Linked DNA regions of Pelodiscus sinensis: region 1 is linked to region 2. The links are chromatin contacts, called in public Hi-C maps. All regions are on one chromosome and are shown on one strand. Each heading gives the region's core, a stretch centred on a gene start, on an enhancer-like site or on the middle of the called end of the contact. The rest is flanking DNA. Distances are from core to core; before and after follow the strand shown. Region 1 holds the start of SLC5A5 (solute carrier family 5 member 5). Region 2 holds the start of PLK5 (polo like kinase 5 (inactive)).

Evidence for each region. A called contact is a pair of places that touch in the nucleus more often than the background predicts.
Region 1: a contact with region 2 is called in a Hi-C map of an unstated tissue, with 16 times the contacts expected there. The contact joins the promoter of SLC5A5 here to the promoter of PLK5 in region 2. A contact is called at or near these places in 2 of 5 Hi-C or Micro-C datasets (blood and an unstated tissue).

The regions. Positions count from the first base shown.
Region 1 is chr19:17,972,253-17,976,952 of ASM4963464v1, reverse strand. It overlaps SLC5A5 (solute carrier family 5 member 5), which reads right to left and starts at 2,454. Exons shown (of 15, transcript XM_075902755.1): 1 at 1,843-2,454. The coding sequence starts at 2,196.
Region 2 is chr19:17,521,039-17,525,821 of ASM4963464v1, reverse strand. PLK5 (polo like kinase 5 (inactive)) reads right to left here and starts at 2,393. Exons shown (of 14, transcript XM_075902726.1): 1 at 2,142-2,393; 2 at 1,218-1,322. The coding sequence starts at 2,246.

The DNA of each region.
Region 1 (4,700 bases), core at 1,205-3,704, 450 kb before region 2:
CCGGGCTGCCTCCTCCGGAGGGCTCCGTCGCCCGGGCTGTTCTCCAAAGCCCGGGGGGCGTGGAGCAGCCAGGACCTGAGAGAGGCTCCGGCGTGGGCGAGCGTCGAGGCTTGGGGGGGTGGCGAATGGGGGCCGCCCTCGGAGAAGAGGCCTCAACGGGCCCCAGGCAGCAGTGCAGACCGGCCGTGACCCCGAGCGGGGCAGCGAAGGCCCAGCTCCGAGCCCCCCAGACGAGGGGGCAGGCAGAGGGGGTGTGGGCTGCTTCCCAGAATGCTTTGCAGCGCCCCAGCCCCTCCTGGGGGTTCCCACTTCACTCCCCCACACCCTGACCAAGAGCTGGAGTTTGGGGGCCCCGTGGGATGTGCGGTGACCGGGGCTCTTTCTGCCTTGGCACCAGGGGCTTCCTGGACGGGGAACCCCCTGCGGCTCCCCTCCCGCCGGCCTACGAGCGCCCTGAGTCCCCGGTGAAGGCCTCGGAGGTGGAGCAGGGCCCACGGGGGCCACCCGGGGAAAGACCCGGTTTTGGCTCTGGGGCTCTGATTGGGACCCCTCCCCCCCGGACCGATCAGTCCAAGAGGGGCAGCCCACGGCGCGCTGGCCCCTCTGCGGATCCGAGCGGGGAATCTCCCGGGAGCAGCGTCTCAGCGCCCCTGCTCCTGGCCCGGAGCAGAGTCTGCCCCCGCGGGTCTGGAAGCCGGGCGGGGAGCCCTGGCATGTGCCTGCGATCCCAGCAGGGCCAGGAATCCAGGCCGGGCGCTCGGCACCCCCAGTCTCCGAGTCCCCGGTTCTAAGCCCGTCCGCCCCCAGCCGGGAACGGAACCCAGGCCTCCTGAGTCGCGCCAGCGGAGCAGGGGGACGGCAGGATCCCAGGGGGCCCCTCGGACCATCCCTCCTCTGCCCCCCAGGTCTAGGGCCAGGGACTTGATCCGCTCCTCTTATCCCTGGTGTTTGTTAGTGATAAGACTCTGCCTGGCCAGCAGAGAGCTGGGCCGTTCCTGACCCTCCCCACTCAGCACCTCGAGGGTTGGGGGTCGGGGGTCAGGAGGGAGGGAGGGAGGGGCACTGGCAGGGCTGGGGGGAACCCAGAACCGGGGGGCTGCAGGTGGGGACTGAGGGGTACCAGCAGGGCTGGGGGGAGCCCAGAGCTGGCAGAGCCGGGGGGCTGGGGGTCAGGAGGGAGGAGCCCGGCTGGGCTGGGGGGAGCCCAGAGCTGGCAGAGCCGGAGGGCTACAGGCCAGGGCTGGGGGGCACCAGCCCAGAGCTGGGAAAGCCGGGGGGCTGTGGGTCAGGAGGGAGGGGCACCGGCAGGGCTAGGGGGAGCCCAGAGCTGGGGGGCTACAGGCCAGGGCTGGGGGGCACCAGCTCAGAGCTGGGAGAGCCGGGGGGCTGGGGGTCGGGAGGGAGGGGCTCGGCTGGGCTGGGGGGAGCCCAGAGCTGGCAGAGCCGGAGGGCTACAGGCCAGGGCTGGGGGGCACCAGCCCAGAGCTGGGAGAGCCGGGGGGCTGGAGGTCGGGAGGGAGGAGCCTGGCTGGGCTAGGGGGAGCCCAGAGCCGGGGGGCTACAGGCCAGGGCTGGGGGGCACCAGCTCAGAGCTGGGAGAGCCGGGGGGCTGGGGGTCGGGAGGGAGGAGCCCGGCTGGGCTGGGGGGAGCCCAGAGCTGGCAGAGCCGGGGGCTGGGGGTTCACCCGTGGGGAAGGCTGCCCCACTCCTGCTGCTCCCATAAGCGCCCCCGCCAACCCCAACACCCCCTCAAACTCACAGCCCCGAGCAGGAGCCTGAAGAAACCCCCCCAGGGTTTTTCCTAGGACCCCCCCTCCGCCCAGGCCCTGCGGGCGCCCTCACCTCGTAGGTGCTGGTCAGCCCCAGGCGGTAGAAGACGGGCAGGAAGAGGTAGGCCGTCAGCAGGGTGTTGAGCAGCTGGCCCAGGCACATCCACAGGAACTTGAGGCCGTAGCGATAGGCCTCGGCGGGCACGCCCAGCACCTGGATGGCCGACATGAAGCTGGCAGAGAGCGAGAGCCCTACGGGCACGGCCGACATCTGCCGCCCCCCGGTGAAGAAGTCCTCGCTGGTCTTCTGCCCGCCTTTGGCGAGGGCGTAGAAGAGCCCGATGCTCGTGGAGATCAGCAGCATGAGGCCGAACACGCCGTAGTCCCAGAGGCTGAAGGTGAGCATCTGCGGCACGAACACCTCCATGCTGCCCGCCTGGGACGTCACCGGACCCTGGGCTCCCCCCGTCTGGCCCACCAGAACCAGCTGCCAGCTCCGCTCGCAGAGCAGAGCTTTGGAAAGTGCCTCGCGCCCCGGTCGAAAGACAGGGCAGAAATAAACACCCGACGGGGGGACACAAGGCTGCCGAAAACCCCCTCCGACGAGCCACGTGGATTTCACCACGGGAGAGGGGAACAGATAATAGCGCTTGCAACCAACCAAAACAGCAAATCGCGCCTGGAATCAAAGGGTTTCAGAGACAGACACGCGCAGGTTGGACCCGGGGCGCACACGCTCTGTTTCTCGTGTCAAGCTGGAGAGGGGACAAATATTTTCGAAGCAAACAAACCCACCAACAAAATCTGGGCTGGGTGCTTTCCGGGAGGGGAAAAAATCAAAATAGGTTACACCCAGAAATGTCCGAGAACCTCCAGGTTTTCCAAGGGGTGGGTAGAAATTGAAAGACGGCAGGTGGATCAAAACCCAAAAAGGTGCCTGTCTGGTCTGTTCAGAACCTTGTCCCACCCTGCGCCCGGCAAGTCGAGAGGCGATGGCATCGAACAGCAGGTGGGTTTTAAGCCGGCACGATGCTTAAAAGGCAGCAGCAGGTTCAAATCCTGACCTGAGCTTTGTCAAAATGAGATTCCTAAAATCTCCTTTGATGGTGAATTTCAGAAGCAGCTCGATAACTCAATCAAACGCCGCTGATCAAACAGGAGAAAAGTTTGCTGCCAGTTGGAACTACAGTGCCCCGGGAGGCTGCCTGGTGATCCAGGACCACTCTGGGATGGAGTGACTGCTCTGTCCACCTGGGCAGCTCTGAGCTGTGGTTTTCTTCAGGAGCAGCTCTGCCAGCAGCTCGCCGATAAGGGAGGAGGTGACTTAGTGTTCCCCGAGGTCTGTTGATTTATTTGATGGGAGACCAAGGTCATCCAGGCTTGGCTGAAAGGAACCGGCGTCCGGTGCCAGGCACCCTTTCAGTGCTGGTCGCCGAGGGCCCGTACTTGGAAGTCATCAGGAGGAAGTTTTTAAAGAGGCTTTCCAGCCCGGGGCCCGGGGCGTGGTGGCAGGCTATGAGCAATGCATTGGCACATCCACCGGCGTGGAGAGAGTGTAATCAGCGAAGGGACCTGCCAAGGAAACTGTTCCGAGCAGTAAGTGTCAGGTGCTTCCTGGTAAGGGATCGCAGAATGGGGGAGAGGAGAGAAGAGCTGGATGCAGCAGGGAAAGGAATTTACAGCCCCGCTGAGGAAGGCCGCAGGGCGCTGTCACCGGGGAAGGGAGCAGAGAGCTTCCCTCTCCCTCTGCACAGCTGTCCGGGATGCTGTCGGGCGCCCCGCCGTGCGGATTCAGGCTCTGAGGGACACGCACGCAGAGCATCAGGAGGTGGTGGGTAGCCTAGGGAAACTCCTGTGCCCCCAACCTTGCCGGGCCGGGGTCAGTGTTCCCAGTAAGCTGGGCATTTGTGTAGCTGCTCAGGAGACATTCCAGTGCTGCCCAGCTGACTAGCAGGGGGCTCACTGCTAGGTTTGTGTTTCTCTGGGTGGTGCACATTCACACACGCCTTGGTGTACATAACAAAATTTATTCCACACTTCAAAGAAAAAATCCACCCATGGAAAAGTTTAGTGGGCCCATTGGCCGGGATCTGGGGCAGAAAGGCGCTGAGTGACCACTCCCTGTGGGAGCCCAGATATTAGAGGCGCCCTGCACATCTGAATCCCAAGGGGATAGGAGTCCCCATGTGCCCACCCTCGGTAAATCCCAGCTGGGGGGCGAGAGAGGCAGGCGCACACCCAGGAAAGTTTGCAGAGAGGAAACCCCAGGGCGGCTTCATGCAAAGCCAGAGAGTGACACGGATGATCCTTGAATTCAAGATCTTCATCCCAGCAGGTCCAAGGAACACCTCCATCCTGGACAGACCAGTTTCTTTGGGGGACGTCCCGCACGCTGCATCCTTGGGGGATTAGGGCAGGGCAGGAAAATGACTCAGGCACCTGCAACTTCTGCCCTGCAGGCCTGGCTCCCCAGCTGGCCTCTCCGGAGCCATCAATATGTAGGCAGAATACGCTGGGCGCGGTGAAAATTCCCCATTCTCCTTCCTACCAAGAGGCAGGTTTCCAGTGAGATGGAAGTTCTCCTGGGGAGGCCGCCGCATCACCTCGGAACGTGTCAGCGTCTGCCCCGCGGTTGACGTTTAGAATCCCCCCCCCCCACCCCAGGCGTTTGGGCCTCTTAAAAAAATGTCCATCAGAAACCAAACATTCTTGCGGCAAATACCCCATCTCCCAGCCTGCTCCTGTTAGAAACCTTCCCGGTTTAAACCTTCTCCGTGGCGGGACGTCTCCTCCCCAGCCCCCCTTCCAGCCCCGCCTCGGTCAGGCCCTACACGTGGAGACACGAGCTGCCCCTATTTTTAGGGAGAGCTGGCTGGGTTAGTCCCTCGCTTTACAAACTTCGAAGAGCCCCGTGACACTTTCAGAAGGAAC
Region 2 (4,783 bases), core at 1,144-3,643:
TGGGCGCACACACACACACACACAACAGCATGGGGCCGCGTGTCCCGGGGTGCGTGTGCACACACACACACACACACAACGGCATGGGGCTGCATGTCCCTGGCCTCACACACACACACACACAACAGCATGGGGCCACGTGTCCCGGGGCGCGCGTGCACACACACACACACACAACGGCATGGGGCTGCGTTTCCCTGGGCGTGCACACACAGACACACACAACAGCATGGGGCTGCGTGTCCCTGGGCGTGCACACACAGACACACACAACAGCATGGGGCTGCGTGTCCCTGGGGCCTAGCACACAGCCCCTGGGATTGCTCCGGCAGCTGTAGGGATCGAATCCAGCGCATCCTGCTCCCATTGGCTCCTTGAGCGATAGGAGAATCCCGTTAATGGCGCGCAGCACAGGGTCTATGACACACAGCCCTGCAGCTCAGATCCCAGCCCAGAGATGGCAGCTGTGCATGTCCACCCACCCCTGGCCATTTCGTGACAGTCAGAACCCAGCAAGCCCACAGCAGTCCTGCGCTTTGGTCGATGCCAACACGAGCTGGTGAAAACGACAGCGAGACTGCCAGGCCAACGAGATCAGACGTCTCTTGGGGCAAAGGGAGGCCAAAGCAGTGGGCAATGGGCGCAGGGGGCGGGGAAATCGCACCTCTACTGCCAAAATGCAGCTGGCTCTGGGGTGGAACCAACAGCTGAGTCACACTCTAGAGAGGGACTCTCTGGTGCCCCCTGTAGGAATGAGACGGGGACTCACCCTGCCCGGACTCATCCCTGCATGGGGCCAGCGGTTGGCTCTGGGATGCTGAGGGACAGCAACTCTGCAGGGGGCTGGGCGACCCCCTCCCCCCCGGGCTGGGGGATGGTGAGAACAAGGGGCATGTGGACAGGCTGGGGGGGGGTCTTTGTTTACACCGGGAGTTACCCCCCCCCCGCTTGGGAACGGGGCTTGGCGGGGGAGGGGGAATCGAGTGACCCCGAGGCTGGCAAGGAAAGGGTTAACCTCCCCCCCCCCAGAGTTCCCAGCTGGGGGAAGGCGGAGCAGGGCCCAGCTGGGAGGATGGGGGGGCACAGACCCCTCCTCTCTGGCCGGGCTAGAGGGCCCCCCCGCCCTGCTCACCTGGCCCGGCCCAGCTGGGAGGATGGGGGGGGCACAGACCCCTCCTCTCTGGCCGGGCTAGAGGGCCCCCCCCCGCCCTGCTCACCTTGCCCCGGCCCAGCTGGGAGACGCGGTCCCGGGGGACGATCTTGGCGGCGAAGACCCGGCCCGTGGATCTGTCCGTGAACTTGTAGCACCGGCCGAAAGCGCCCTGCGCGCAAGCAGGAGCCGTGAGGGGGGCTAGGCTGGGGGGGGGGCTGCGTCCTGCCCCCCCGCCCTGTGGGGCTCGTCCGGGGAGCGCCTCCCTTGCCGGGGGCAGCAGCGAAGGCTCATTCCCCCCTGGAGGGGCGGGGACCCAGGGGGTCCCATGGCTAGCTCTGACCCCCCCCTTGCCGGGATACGCGGGGGGGCAGCGTGGCCGGCCGAGGGGGCCTCCCGCCCCGGGCTCTCCTCGCCTCTGCCACAACGCGGGGGCCAGGGCTGTGTGGCAGAGCAATGAGGTCATGGATTAGATGACCTTGGGCCCATCACCCGGCCTGGCTCGTGCCTCAGTTTCCCCAGCGACACTGGAGGTGACGCGGGGGAAGGGGGAGGAGTTGAACCCATTCCCGGCGGCAGGGGCCCGACGGGCTAAGAACAGAGAAGGGGACGGGGATTTGTGCAGCGACTCCCCATATCAGCTCTTGTACAGCCCCGCGGAGGGGGGGGGGTGGGATATCTCATCCCGGCTCTGCGAAGGCAGCGCTGCCTAGTGGCTCTGGCGGGGGAGGGGCGGGGGGCACCAGGCTCCTGGGGTCAGGACCCAGCTCCGTCACGGATTTGATGACCCTGGGCCAAACGCTCGCCTCGTGCCTCAGTTTCCCCAGCCACCTTGGAGGAGACAATGCCTCACGGTGGAGGGGGGAGGGTTGAACCCATGACCGGCCCAGAGGAGAAGCCACCCTCTCAGCTGGGTTCAGACTCTCCCCCTAACAGCTGGGAGGAGGAAGTCTGGGGGGGGGGGGGGCTTAACCAAGCAGATACAAGGTACCTTCCCCAAGAGCTGCCCCCTCCTGTACAGCGTCCCGGTGCCTGGATCCTGGATGAAGTAGCTCAGGCTGGCTCCCTGCGCCCTCCTTCCAGCTGGGTGCTCCATCCTCCCCAGCCCCTCTGCTTGTCGCTGGCCCCAGCCCCTGGCCCCCAGCTCTGCCTCCCTGCTCCCCGCTGGGTCTGGCCGGCGCCCCCTGGCAACCCTCTTATAATGCCTGGCCAGCGCCTGCCGATTGGGTGCCCGAGCCGTGGGCTCAAGGCTCCACCGCCCGGGGGCGGGCAGAGAGGAGGGGCCGGCGGAGTTCGTTAAAGGGGACTCCAGGCTCCTGTCCTTGCGGGAGCAGCAGCTGGGCCTCTGGGAGGCCTTGTCTGGCCCTCACCTGGTGTCCTTGGAGCGGGGGCAGCAGGGCAGGGACGGCGGTGATGTCAAATGTGCCGGTAAGAGATTAAAGAGCCCGACAGCCCCCCCCACCTGCAAACACTTTTAGCCAGAGAAAGGTGGCAAATCCGTGACCCAGCCAGCAGCAGCCTGGGGCTCTCGGTGGGCGTGCAGCAGCGAGGGTGGCGCTGGGGCGGACAATGCAAATATCCCTTGTCTGTCACAATGATGCCTCGGAGACACCCGGCCCTGTTGTGCCAGGCCCGGCACAGGCCCTGCCAGCCCGTCTCCCAAGGAGCTCGGGGTCTAGCTAGACAAAGGAGGGAGAAGGAGGGTTGAGCAAACAAAGACAGGCCGAGCAAGGGTCTTGCCCAAGGCTGCCTACAGAATTGGTGGCAGCAGTGGGGATCCACGTGACGCCTCCAGGGACGCTGTCCGGAGCCTTATTTCACCCGGCTAAAATGTGGCTTTGTGGGGACTCGCTGCCCCCAATTCCAGCCCATACGGACAGATTCCCTGCCCCCTGCCAGGTGCGTGTTCTCAGCCAGGGCAATGCTGCCAGGGGCCAGCACCTCAGGGCTCTTCAACTGGATGCAGCCTGCTCTGACAGGTGCCAGCGCCCCGCTCTCCAGGAGCGTTCCACTCAGCTGTTCAGTGGCTGCCATGCTCCACCCCAGAGGTGGCTGTGTTCGGCGTGTGTGTGTGCGGGGGACAGATCCATATCCCCTCCTGAGGTAGGGCCTCATGGGGAAGTGAAAGTGCCGTGAGATGCCCAGCGGGCACCGCTGCTGAGGCTTTGTTTCCCAGCATCCCCGGGGCGGGTGCCCCCGCACTGAGGGGACAGGCCGGGTTCACGGGGGCTGGGGAGATTCAGAAACGTTCAGCGAGCCCCTTTTGGGGCAAGGTCGCCTCCCCCCTTGGCCCTTAAGGTTTGTCTCCTTGGAGACACTGACGGCAGCGCTGGAGCAAAATAATTCCGACTGCTCCCCCTGGGGGCCACTGGGCAAGCGACTCTCCGCTGGGATCTGCCCAAGGGAGGGGGGTCCCATGAAAGCTGGTGCCCCAATACAGCCGCTAGCCGCTAAGGCCTCCGCGTTGGTTTTGCAGATACTCACTCGGCTGCCCCTCTGCTTCTGTTCTGGGGTATTCTCCCCGCTCCGGGCTCTCCCTCTGCAGTCCCTGCTGGGGGAGCCCTCCCTGGACTGGCCGTGCCCTGGGCAGCCGACAGCCCGGATCCTGACCCCGGGGCCAGCCTAGACTCCCCTGCACACGCCCGGAGGCCTGGCTCCCTCTGGCGTCCAGCTGTGGCTCTGATTCTGTGCAAGACACCAGGCAGCCCCCCTGCCCTGGCTCCCCGGAGCATCTGGCTCTGAGCAGGACGCAGCCTGTTGCTTGGCAGCTGGGTATCAGTATGGGGGGCCCTTTGTGCCCGCTCCCCCCGGCCATTGCACCCCGTCTGGTGCCGTGACGGCCAGTCCCCGGGCATTTCTGGGCTCCGGGGTGGATTGCGCAGGGCCGGCCTTGGGCAAATTGGTACCCTGGGCAAACTTGTGTATTCTGACCTCGTGGGAATAGCACCCCCCATTTCCCCAGAGGCTCCCCAGGCCTGCGCCCTGTCCTGTACCCCCTTTACCACTAACCCTGCATTGTACCCAGTGCTCCCTTCATGCCAACCCCTGCTCTTTCCTGCACCTGTGCCCCCCACCCCAGCCCTGCGCTTCCAGCATACCCTGCCCCACTGCCCAGTACCCTCCATCCCCTGGTGCCCCTCACCCTCTGGCCATGGTGCCCTGGGCATGGGCCCAGTTTGCCCGGCCCTGAGGAGTGAGGTGGGTTGGGATCACTCCCTGACGCTGGGTTGGCAGCTGGGCGAAGGGGGCGGAGGTGGAGTTTTGGGGTTGGGTTCATCTGCGTCATCTCTGGTTCTTTGCACAGAGGCGATTTCCCTTCCGACTCTAGGTGTGGGGAAGGGATCCTGACCAGCAGGCCCTGTATGTGCAGCCTCCCAGAAGAAATTCAAATGCTGCCCAGCTGGTTTAGAAGAGCGCTAGCCGCCGGCAGCCTGTGTGTCTCCTGGTGGTGCACATCTGCACCTGCCTCGGTGCACAGAACAAAATGTATTCTGCACATGGATGGGGAAAAATAGAGGGAACGTTGATCCTAACTCCAATCCACTGAAAGGCCCCTGTCCCATCCTGGGAACCCCGGGCACATCCCAAAATTCCTGCACCCTCCTTCCATCTCCCACACGTGCGGCTCCCCCT